Regions from separate parts of the Mus musculus genome. Here region 2 is linked to region 1. The links are chromatin contacts, called in public promoter capture Hi-C maps. All regions are on one chromosome and are shown on one strand. The core of a region is the stretch at or near the end of the contact, and the rest is flanking DNA. Distances in the headings are between cores, read along the strand shown. Region 1 holds the start of Cebpg (CCAAT/enhancer binding protein (C/EBP), gamma). Region 2 holds the start of Dpy19l3 (dpy-19-like 3 (C. elegans)).

The links. Promoter capture Hi-C pulls out the DNA fragments that hold promoters and counts their contacts.
Region 2: a contact with region 1 is called in a promoter capture Hi-C map of pre-B cells. The contact joins the promoter of Dpy19l3 here to the promoter of Cebpg in region 1. A contact is called at or near these places in 2 of 39 promoter capture datasets (liver and pre-B cells) and 1 of 9 other capture datasets (adipose tissue).

Annotation. Positions count from the first base shown.
Region 1 is chr7:35,054,347-35,060,217 of GRCm38.p6, reverse strand. Cebpg (CCAAT/enhancer binding protein (C/EBP), gamma) reads left to right here and starts at 3,652. Exons shown (of 2, transcript NM_009884.3): 1 at 3,652-3,842. Gm45095 (serine/arginine repetitive matrix protein 1-like) reads right to left here and starts at 4,735. Exons shown (of 2, transcript XM_030243153.1): 1 at 4,126-4,735; 2 at 2,573-4,026. The coding sequence starts at 4,211. The coding sequence ends at 3,459.
Region 2 is chr7:35,750,347-35,756,551 of GRCm38.p6, reverse strand. Dpy19l3 (dpy-19-like 3 (C. elegans)) reads left to right here and starts at 2,098. Exons shown (of 19, transcript NM_178704.3): 1 at 2,098-2,297; 2 at 3,796-3,937. The coding sequence starts at 3,835.

The DNA.
Region 1 (5,871 bases), core at 2,403-4,902:
CCCAATGAAATGCTGTCCTTTGTAAGAGTTTGCTTTGGTCATTGTGTCTCTTCACAGCAATGGAAACACAAACTAAGACTGAAGTTTGAACCTGAAGTACGGTATCCAAGGCAACTTCAGCTTTCCAGCTTCTTGTTCCAGTGTCTGGGATCCACACATGATCTTCTGGGCTTCTCCAAAGGGCTTGGGTCATATATCCAGCTCTGCCCTCTGTAGCACCCTAGGCTCTGGTTGACTCCACTCCATTGCTGAAGCTGTCCATCATCTGGATTTCAGATAAGAGGTTTTAAGCAGGGTGTGGGGGTGCATGCTTATAAAGCCAGTGCTCAGGAATGAAAGATGATTCTCATGAGTTCAAGGCCAGCTTGGATAGTTCTAGATCAGCCTGAGCTATAATGTGAGGCCATATCTACAAAAAACAAAAAAATGGGCTGGAGAGATGTTTCAGTGCCTGAGAGAACTCACTGCTCTGTCAGACGACCAGTTTTCAGTTCTTAGCACCCACACAGCAGATCACAACTGTTATTCCAGTTCCAAGAGATCTGACGCCCTCTTCTGGCCTCTGTAGGCACTGCACACACATGGTACACCTATATGCAGGCAAAACACTCATATACACGATAAATAAATTGATAGATAAAAGTACAATGTAAAAACAAGCAAACAGTGGCTGGTGAGAGGGCTCAGTGCTTAAGAGTGCTTACTGCGTTTGTAGAGGTCTGGGAGTTCGGCTCCTGACATCCAGGTTGTGTGGATCACAGTTACTTGTAACTTCAGCTCCAGGTGAATCTAACGCTCTCTTCTGAACTCTCCAGTCATTGCACTCAGACATACACAAAGACACACAGACATAAACATATATCTAACTGAAAAATATATCTAAAAGAAAAATATTATAAAGTTCGCCCATTCTTATTTTATGGAAATTAATGAAGATATGATAATTAAACTTACTGATAAAAAAATCTGATGGGAAGCCGGGCGTGGTGGCGCACGCTTTTAATCCCAGCACTCGGGAGGCAGAGGCAGGTGGAATTCTGAGTTCGAGGCCAACCTGGTCTACAAAGTGAGCTCCAGGACAGCCAGGGCTATACAGAGAAAAAAACCAAAAAAAAAAAAAAAAAAAAAAATCTGATGGGGCACATTAGTATCAACATCTCCAATATTATATGTCTTTGAGTGATTGAGTCATTAGAGCAATGTAAACGTGTCTGGCTTAACTTTGAACTGTTACAGTCCTCTCTGCTTCTACTAATACGAATGTCCATTCACAGATCTGCATCATGCTAATGCTATCCAATACTTCATATGAATAGCTCTCACCATGAATAAGGCAGGGGCCCAACGTATTCTTTCAGTCCTCAGTCACACTGTGGTCCTCCCCACTCCAGATGACACAGAGGTTAAGGGATTTGCATAAGGTCACACGTCTGTGGAGGACAGTGGTTCTCAATCTGGGGTTCCCCACCCCTTTTGGGGGGTTGAAGGACCCTTTCACCCGAGTGACCTAAGACCACTGGAAAACACAGATATTAACACTATGATTTATAACAGTAGCAAAATTACAGGTATGAAGTAGTAACAAAGTAGTTTTATTGTCAGGGGTTGCCACACCAGGAGGAACTGTTAAAGGGTCACAGCAAGGTTGAGAACCACTGCTGTAAGGATTGGAAGCTGGGAACATTCTGACCCTGGACCATAGCACTTTGGCAATACATGTGGTTAGTCACAGTAGTTAAGTGGCTAGATTATTCAGCTAACAGGATCTCCTACTTCTCAAGTCCTTTGAAGGAGATTTTAATATACTGCTGGTTTACAACTTCTTTGGGTTTCTAGAATATATTTGGACATTAGCAGGGCACAGATATACACAGGACATTTCCCTTTACTGAGATGGCATAAGTCTTTGTGACTTAACAAAAAACAAACAAACTAGATTTCTTCAACCTGGAGGCAGAGTGTTCCCAGGGTTCTTATGTCCTTATGTTGAGTGTTTCCTATTGCTGACAGTGAGAAAAGGTTCTCCTGGGCTGAGTTTTGGCTTAGTGGTAGAGGAGTGTTACCCTGTATGTGTGCACACCCTGGGTTCAATGCCCTACCCTCCATCAAAATCACTGTTGGTCTCTCTTGGTCAGCCCTACTTTACCTTGCCTCAGCCTTATGTTCCGGCCATCACAGGGCCTCTAAGCAAAGCCAAACCCGCCTCATCTTTTAAGCCTTCTCTGACACATTAGATCAGGTCTGGTCCCCTTCTTACAATATCTCCTAGCATCTTGGACTTCTTTCCTTAAGTGTCTATGAAAATGGGGCTTGAATCATGTCTCTGTAGTTCTCAGAGTAAGCTCCCTGTGGGCAGGGACAGTGTGTTTGTCTTCTTCCATTGCTGACTCTTAGTCCACACTTTAGCACATACCGTTCTTGTAATCAGGAAAAGAATTACAGGATATCAGCTAAAGAGGAAATCTCAAGACTCCTGGGCATTGACTGCTGGCTGTGGAAGGCTTGCCTAGACACAACACAGAATGCAGCTGGCAGAGCGGCTGGCAAAAAAGAGGCTAACTCAATATACATATGACATGCAAGGATGTTTTTATTTTCGATAGTTTTTATATGACTAGAAAACATTAGGGGTAAAATCGTGGTCTTTGTGAGAAACAAAGCACGGTTCACCTTTCATAGTGCTAAGTCTTGGGAAAAAAATGGCTCTTAACACAGCGATCCAAACCTAAAGAAACATACTGACTGGTTTTGAGACATTAGCTCCCCAAGTGTGCATGGGGTTATCAGGGGTCATTCTCTGTGGTTGACTTTTTTTTTTTCAGGTATTTTCATCTCTCAGGGATTCCTCGAAGTCTTATGTGGAGAGCTGCTCTCCTGGCCTTGGCGATGAAGAAACATTTCCCTTCTGAAAGCCAGAGAGTTTTGAATGATAAGCATTGCTAAAGAGGAAGCAATCAAACCTTTCGGGCAGGCTCTGCCTTCCACCCAGCGCTGCTTCCTGTTTTTCAAAACACAAAAACAAAAAGCAACACAAAACAAAACAAAACAACAAAAAAACCCGCTTTTTGATTCTCTTGTGAACTGTTCCCGGGAGACCCAGGCTGGACCACTTGTCACTTTTAAGAGAGCACCTCATATCCATCATCTGCTCTCCGGAGGTGAGCACACTTTGGAAATCGTGATTTGTTCGGCAGCCACAGTCTGCTGTTGTCAAGCGTCTGACAAGTGCTAACCCTAGCACTGGACAGTTTTTCCTTAACGTGCTTTTATCAAAATAAATGTGCAGATGCCTCAGGGCCGTGAGGCCTAAACAAACAAAAAACCCACCCTAACTCAAAAATCCACCTGAGGAAATGTCTTTTCCCTAAGGCAGGTGAGGCCCTCGTAACTCTGATAGAACTTTGCTTGCCATGGGTCACTCCCAAGGCTCAGGGCCACCGCCTGCCACCACCGACAGCCTAAGGGGGAAACCACCGAGCGCGCCTCCAGCCAGCGCCGGTGCTGCCACGCCCACCACGCCCGTTCCGCCGCGCGCCCGCCTCTCGCCGGCACACGGCCTGTGATTGGCTGGTGGAGCTGCCCATCTCTAGAGGCGAGCGCGTCGTTCTCCAAGCAGCGCTTCTATTGGTCACGGCGGCGGCGGCAGCGCGCGGACCCGAAGAGGCGGGGAAAACCGGTGGCCGCGGTGGCGGAACGGGCGGAGGTTGCCGGTTTCGTAACCGTCGCTCCTCCTCGCCGACTCGCGGGCTGCGAGGCCTGGGTCGGGTCGGGTCGGGCCGCGCCGCGCGGGGCCGCTCGGAGTGGAGGCCGTCTGGGGGCGGGCGGGCCGGCCGGAGGCGCAGGTAAGGAGGCCGCGGGTTGTAGCTCGGAGGGGTTGGGGGAGGAGGCCGCGGCCGAGCCCGCCGCTCGCGTAGGCGCCGACCCGGCCGGAGGAGACCCGGCCCTGCCCGATTCGGCAGGTTGGCCCGGAAGGCTCCTGGCGGCTTGGCGGCGCGGGCGGGGGCCCGGAGCGGCGTCTGATGCAACCTGCGGGCAACACCCGGCGGGGCTGAGCTCATCCCTGGCCACGGCCCAGCGCCGCCGCGCTTGGCGCCGACCCCCGCGCTCCCCCGGGCGCCCCCTCACCACAGTCGGGGAAGGGATGGAGTACCAGGTGGTCCCTCCAGAACCTGCCCCTCGGCGACGTGCAGCGTGACAAGCCTGGCGCGCATTGGCCCCTAGGGATGGAGGGTGTTCCTAGAATAGAAGGTGGACCGAATCTTACTTTGGAGCCACCTAGGACTCTCTTCCTGTCGGCTTCCCAAACGGCTCGGTCTGGGGGGGATGGCCCGGGTCCTATTTGGAGTTAATAACCTAGTGGTCATCTAGGGAAGGCACTCGAGTTTTTACACACGTAACGTTGCAAGAGGGAGATTTCGTTTGTTTTTTTGGACGCGGTCGTGTGTCCTGCAGTTCACTGGGAGGGGGAGGACATCCTAGATGATCGCGCACCAGACGCAGAAGGTCAAGCCATGAAGCCTTTCCTTAGCTCGCCTGGAGGGAGCTCGGGAAAAGAGCCAGCGGAGGTATCCAGGTGGGGAAGTTGGGCATGCGGGTGTGAGAATTGTTTCTCTTTCCAAGTGGGCTTGTGTATTTCTGGTCTTAAGAAGGTTGGCATGCTTTGTTTTGCTCTGCTCCTTCTTGCTTTTTTGTTTGTTTCTTTGTAAACTGCATCATAAGATGTATCAAATTTAGAAAGGTTTTAACCTTTGTGGGTTGCACAACAGCTGGGTGTTGTGTCTCTTGAGTTTCCACCCACTTGAATCCTTATTTGAATATATTATCATTGAGTGCAGACCTGTCTCACAGAGGGAATTTGAAACAAAGCACCATAAGGTCTTTCTCTATTGAGAAATTGTACATAGAAGAATTCAGAGTATGGTAGGCAAGCCCCTCTACCTCTGAGCCACATTTCTAGCCTTCAAAGCGCTCTAAGGTCTGTTCATCTATGGCCACTTGAGTAGTAGTAATGATAAGCTAGCTATCCCTGTGGTCATTTCCCTGTTCCTGAAAAACTGTAAATAATGACAGGATGCTACTGAGCTGAAAAAAAGCTTGAGCCTGTTTCCTGAGTCTGATGGACATGCTTGACTGACTCAGTTATTTTTATGACCTATCAGAAACAAATAGGTGGGAACAGACCTCCTCCCTCCCCTCTCCCCAATATCCTTTAAATTCTCACAACCTGTCATGATTGTCGTCCCAGCACTGTGATCTTGGAGAGGTGCTTTCATCCCTAGTGAATTAAATACACCCTGGGAAAGTCCCTGGGAACAGTCCCTCTAGAGATCGTGGGAGACACAGGACCTGGTCAAAAGTTGCCTCAGTCACAGTAATGAGTCCTGGAGCGATTTTAGGTTTTCCTCAGAGGGGTGGGTACATAGGTTCTTACACTAGCAAGTTTGTTGGTCCTTTCCCTATTCCGTTGCCCTGCCCTGCCATTAAAGAGGGGGAAAAAACCTGAACAGGAACTCCTAATAAATATATATTTATAAACAATTTGTTTTGAATGTGCTAACTAGTACTATAAATAGGTTTAAAGGATAACATTCAAACAAGCATATGAGTATTTAAAAGATAACATCCAAGTAAGTGTATGTTTTCTTCACAACTCCAGTGGACAACTTACACTGAACTCCTTGAAGGAGTCGCCTCTCTCTTGTGGACTCTGCCTCCAACAGTCTCCAGGGATCTGGAGTTGCCAAAGAAACTCAGGGAGCAGATTGGATAAGAAAAGCACAAAGAAAAGAGAAAACAGAGACCATTTAGAATGTATTAAGTAGTGGCCTTGAGTTGAGCATAAGGGAGCAGAACTTGTAGAGAGGGTTAGGA
Region 2 (6,205 bases), core at 849-3,348, 700 kb before region 1:
TTTTGCCTGCAAGTCTGTATACCCCGTGCATGCTTGACGCCCTTGGGGATCAGAAGATGGCATTAGATCTCCTGAAATGGGAGTTACAGATGGTTGTGAGCCACCATGTAGGTGCTAGGAACTGAACCTGGGTCCTGTGACTTTAAGTATGATTCTAATTACATCTTTAAGATCCAGTTTTATTTGTGTGTCTGTGTCTGTGTGTGTGTGTGGGGGGGGGGGGGCGGAGGGGTCCCAGGGAGCCAGAAGAGGGTGTTGGAGCATCTGGAACTGAAGCTACTGACTCACATGGGTGTCGGAGCCTAACTGTGGTGCACCAAGTACTCAATCTCTGAGCCATCTCTCCAGCCCCTCCTCTTGCTTTCTTCATTCATCAGAGTGATTCCCGAGGGACACCTGTCAGCACTGCCACTGACAACATCACAGGAGAGCAGGAAGGCTCTTTATAGGACTTTTATTGTATGTGTATCGGTGTTTTACCCGAATGTATATATGTGCACCATATGCCTGTCTGATGCCCACAGAGGCCAGAAGAGAGCATCAGATGCCCTGGAACTGGAGTTACAGATGGTTGTGAGCTGCCACATGGATTCTGGAACCAAACCTGGGTCTTTTGGAGGAGCAGCCCTTAGCTGTTGAGCCATCTCTGCAGCCCTAAGGTAGGATATTTTTAGTGTAAATAAAGGTTAGTAAGCATCGCCCTTGAAACTCCAATCTGGGGGGGAAAGGAATGAGGCCCAAAGGTCAAGTACACTCGGGCCTTAAAGCAGACCCTGTTTAACATAAGATCCATGAGAGGAACTCATCATTTCTGTTAGCAAACTTTACAGCAAGTATTCTGTGCTGGGATCCTTGCCTGCAGCTGGCGAGGGTTCATCTAGATCTGCAGTGGAATGGGGGAAATTCCTTCTCCTTCCTCCATAATTTCCCTTGCCTTTCTATCGTGCTTCACTACAACTCATCGTCTTGCTGCATGCTTGTGACAAGCCAGTACTCTATGTCTCTGCATATGGCCCAGGCAAGAGTTGGACTTGTCATCCTCCTGCGGCAGCCTCCTTCCTCAGCAGGACTACAGGAGCGCCATCTAAGACCTTAAATCTCAGACTTTACTCTTAGTGCGCACCCACTTTCTATGAGAAGCACTACGACCCGACGTTCTTATGACAGTTCTTGCCTCGTGTTACAGACATGAAGCAGCAGCTGAATACTGTTCCCCTCAGGGACATGCGCCTCACACCAGTTACATGTTCCACAAATCACTTTAAGTAGGTGTGGGGTGAGGGGCTATCTAATAAAGCATTCTGAGCAGTGTGTTCTTGGTATTAACAGTCGACAACCAAAAGAGAAAAAGATCTATCAGGGACAGGTAGCTAAGAAAGGCAGGGTGTATGGAACAATTTTTGTTGGAATTAGATGACAGGCTGCCTTTTCGTAGGTACTGATCTCAGTGGGCCATCCACTACCAAAACTCAGTCTGGCGCACACCTTCCTTTAGTCACAGCACTCAGGAGGCAGAGGCAGACGTGAGGCCAAATTGGTCCACACGCAATTTCAGGCCAGCCAGAGCTAGAAAGTGAGACCCTGTCTCAAAGAGAGGGAAAAGATGCTGACAAGCAGTTTAAAGATAAGAGGAACATCTAGGACTCAATACTGAAGGTGCATGTTAAGGAGGAGAATTAACAACAAAGGCCAGAGCAGTACTACGGCGGCGGCGGGAGGATGGGTGTGGATGGGTTGGGGGTGTGGGGACTGAGAGGCATGTCTTTGGAGACCCAAAAGTGTCTGCGGATTTTATCACTAAACAACGTCGAAAGTGCATATAGCCGGACATTGGAGGCAGGAGGTAGAGCTGGGAAGGTCCCCCGAGACTGGGTAACCTTTCTTCGGGGCACCAGGGACTCCGAACACAGGAACAAGCCAAGCTTAAGACCTGCCTCGGAGCCTAACACCCCCAAAACAGCCCTCTGAGCGGAAGTGTACCTCTTCCTTCCGGTGTGCGCCGCACGAGACGGGGCGGGGCAGCGCGGGAGGCGGGGGCGGGGCCTTGCGTTGACGAACAGCTGCCGGGACCAATGAATGCAGCGGTAGCGGCCCGGCCTCCCCGGCGCGCCCCTTCCCCGGGCTGTAGACGCCCCCCAGGCCCATCCTTGCAGCGCGCCGCACAGAGCCGGGAACAGCTGGGTCCTCCTAGTCTTCACCTCGCTGTAGCCCGTGAAGTGGGCGCGTCCCTAAGGCCTGGGTGCTCGGGGTGCTTCTTTGCCAACCCGAGCCGCCCCTGAGGACTGCTGAGGCCGCAGGTCTGTGGCTGGGGGTCGGGCCGCGAGGGGACTGGACGCGCAGTGTCTACGGGACACGTGGGCGGGGCGTGGGAGGGAGCGTCTCAGAGCGGGAGCGAGTGTCGCGAGGTTCCCCGGGCCGGCTAGCACCTGGTCCTCGCGTGGGCTCGCCAGGTGCGCAGGGGAGTGGCTCCAGGTGCGGGGGAGTGGCGCGCGTCCTGGTCAGTAGTCCAGGAATTGCCTTAGGGTCTCTTTGCTAATGTCTGGCAGGGCTTTGAGTCCGGCTGGCCGGAGCAACTTTTTGTTTCCTAGTTGGGGAGGCTGTTGCCATGCAGACGGGAAATGTAATTAGCACCTGGCATGTTTGTTAACTTTCTGCTTTACCAGGCTCAGGGTAGATGTAAGGTGGGCCCCCTGTATAGCCCTAACCCGCCGAGGGCTAGCAGGGAGGGTATAACTCCTCAAGAGGGGACAGGATTCCAGCTGTGGCTGCAAGACTTTGAAAAGATTTCTTCTCTCCCCCCCCCCCCCCCGTTTCTTGTGCTTTTTGAGCACACTGCATTTGAGTCTGTGTTCAGTCTGAGCATTTTTGAATGAATGAATCTTAACAAAAGCATTGTGTGGTGTTGGCTTCCTCTGTTGTATTTAGCAAGAGCCTTTCCGTTAGATAAACATAGACTTTGGTAACTAGAGTGCAGGTTGGATTAGCTGCCGAAACAATCGCGTCTGGCTACTCCTCATCTTTAATAGATAATTAGTAAAACGCTATTCATTAGTCAGAGGAACCAGGCAAGATGTTCCCGGGGGACTGAAGCCAGCTTACTCACCACCACCACACCCCCGCCTCCCCCTCATAGCTTCCAAACTAGGTAACTGCTCCCGCAGCTACACCCACAGTTGCTCCCCAGAGAGAGCAGCCACCCTGACTGGCACAGCCCCGCACTGTCTTACTGTCTTTGACATCCAGGCATAAAGCTTAGCAGGGATTTTTTTTTTTTTTCAAAGAACACAGGTGCTAAAATTCAGGTATCAGAAACAGTGTTTCAGTTCTTCAAAATCTGGCTGTCACAAGTTTACTAGGAATCCCTCCCACGTGGTCAGTTCTGTGGGAATAAATCAGACCCACTACTTTCTGTAGGAACTGTAGAAAATAATGTAAAACTGTGTCACGCAACAAATCCCACAGTTAGTGTTACGGAATCAGGGAGGGAAAACATCACAAGGGTGCAGCATCCAAGATGGCTTCCTGGAAGAAGTCCTGGGCATCTTCACGTGGCTCACCTGTATCCCTACCTGTATCACTCCCTCTTGGCAGTGCCTGCTGGAGGAAAGGTGCTTCGTCAATGTGGTTTAGTTAAACATTTGTGTTGTATCTTTAAAGGCTGATTAAGATTTGTTTGGGAGGGTCTGCTGAGCAGGGGACAGCAGGCTAAGACAGGCCATTTAAGCACATAAGGGTGTGTTGGGTAAAGTGGGTGCTGACATTTCCATGGGGCATTCATCTGGATGTTGTTTGTAGGAGTGGTTGGAAGAACAATGCGTATGAGTCTTTGACATCATGATGTACATCCGGCAAAGAAAAGAGACAAAACCCATAGAAGTTTCTGAGGATTTTCCATCACCAAAAGAAGATGTGAAGTTGGAAAAGAAATTGCCATCTGGTAGGTGGTTGGAACTAAAGCAGTATTTTGGATTACTTTTCCTTCTGCGTATTAACATATGTCACGATCTAATAGGGTAAAAAAAAAAATTGGTGCGATGTATGAAGGACACTTGTTCCAGCACCCAGAAATTCTGACTGTACTCTGATTATATTGGCTTTTCAGCTGTAATCAGTAAAACGGCTTTGATGAGAAGAAATCCTTGGTAAGTTATGTGTTGATTAAATTACAGTGGCAGTGTCATTAGGTCCTTTAGAGAGATGCTCTGCCTGCCCTAGCCAACTGTCTCTTTCGACGGGTACCTTGTCTGGTGTGCCCTGCGCGTGTGTGCTGCCCCTTCCAGGTACCCTCATCTTGGCTTAGTCTCATTTCACTAAAGCCTTTGAAAAAGAGATTTAACATTTTGTATTCAGGCAAATTCTTGAAGTTACCTCTTTTTCTTTATTTAGGCAGTGGGTAGGAAGGGAAGGAAAAAAGAACTTGGTGAATTGTTTATATAATGTTGAGCAGTTGCTAGGTAATTAAATGTGGCCAAATTTCTTTTAGTGAGCATAAAGAACTCCACACCCATCAGCCATTTTCTGTATGGGACATAATTAATCCTTTGTAGGCCAGTGAATTCTTAGCAGCCAGAGCTAGTAGGTAGCAGAGAAAGCTGTTTAATAAGATAAAAGGTCTCTCAGTTGGAAAGCTGGACCATTTGGCCAAGCTGATGAAAGGCATATTAGGTAATTTGGAGTAGTTTCTGATGGTGTGCAGTTAAAATCTATGTTAGATTGTGTCTTTTTTTTTTTTTTAATTACATGTATTTATTTGCCTTGTATATGTGGTGGCTGAACAGGGCATGCATGTGAGGCTCTGAGGACAACTAGCAAGAGACTGTTCTCTCTTCCCACCTTGTGGGTTAAAGAAATTCAACTCGGGTCATCAGGCTGAGCAGCAAGCATCCCCACTCACTGGCTGCCTCGCCAGCCCCTGGCTTGGTCCTTGTTTCTGAAGATGTATTTGTGTATTTTTACGTGTATGAGTGTTCTGCCTGCACATGCACTACATGTGTGTCTGGCGTCCCCTGAGGTCAGAAGTGGGTATTGGCTTCCCTAGAACTGGAGTTACAGTTGGTTCTGAGCCACCATATGGGTGATAGGAACTGAACCCGGGTCCTCTGCAAGAGCAATGAATGTTCTTAACTCCTGAGCCATTGTTCCAGCCCCCATTTTGTTTTATTTTTTAATTTAAAAAACAAACAAAAAAAACAACCAACAACTTTGAAGATGGCTCATTTTATGAAATCACATCAGAAAAAAAAAAAAAAAAAAAGCAACCTTGAAAATAAAAGACAATTTTAAAAAGAAGGAAAACCTGCTTCGGCCAACCTGCTCATCCAGGGAGTAGATGACGGTATTCATCTTGCTGCGTGAATGTTTCGTCTGCACGTGGCTACCCTCAAGCAGCCTTATAAAGCGAAGCAAGAGCCATGCGCTGCTCTGGAGCACGCTGCTCTTCCCGTTCCTTGTCCTGAGCCCTTCATAAGTACACCAACTGCATGTGCCTGGCTGTCAGAAAGAGGAAGGAACCCTCAGAGGTCAGAAAGGGGCATCAGGTTCCCTGGATCTGGGGTTACAGTTTAAGTCACTATGTTAGGTACTGAGAATGGAACCTGTGTCCTCTGTAACTGCAATAAGTGCTCTTAATTCCTGAACCATTTCTCCAACCCCCTAGATGTTAGATTATTTAAATCCAGTCCTGTATTAGTTAGGGTTTCCATTGCTGTGATGAAATACTATGAGCCAAAAGTGACTTGGAGAGGAAAAGGTTTATTCAACTTACACTTCCACATTGCTCTTTATCACCAAAGGAAGGCAGGGCAGGAACTCAAATGGGGCGGGAACCTGGAGGCAGGAGCTGATGCGGAGGCTGTGGAGGGACGCTGCTTACTGGCTTGTTCCTCGTGGCTCGCTCAGCCTGCTTTCTTACAGCACCCAGGACCACACTTTGCATAGCCCACAGGCAGTCAGTGACTAGGAAAATCCACTACAGCCTTGCCTGCAGCCCACCTTAGGGAGGCAACATCTCAACTGAAGTCTCCCTGCTTCTCAGCAGAGTCTAGCTTGTATCAAGTTGACATAAATACAAGCCAGCACATTTCCAAAGCAGTCCTAAGCTCCAGTTACATATATCCCTCTGCCGTTGTGGGTCATGCCTGACAGGTGCTCTACCACTGAGCCACACCCCCAGCTCATGTATCAGCCATTTTAAGTTCCATATTTA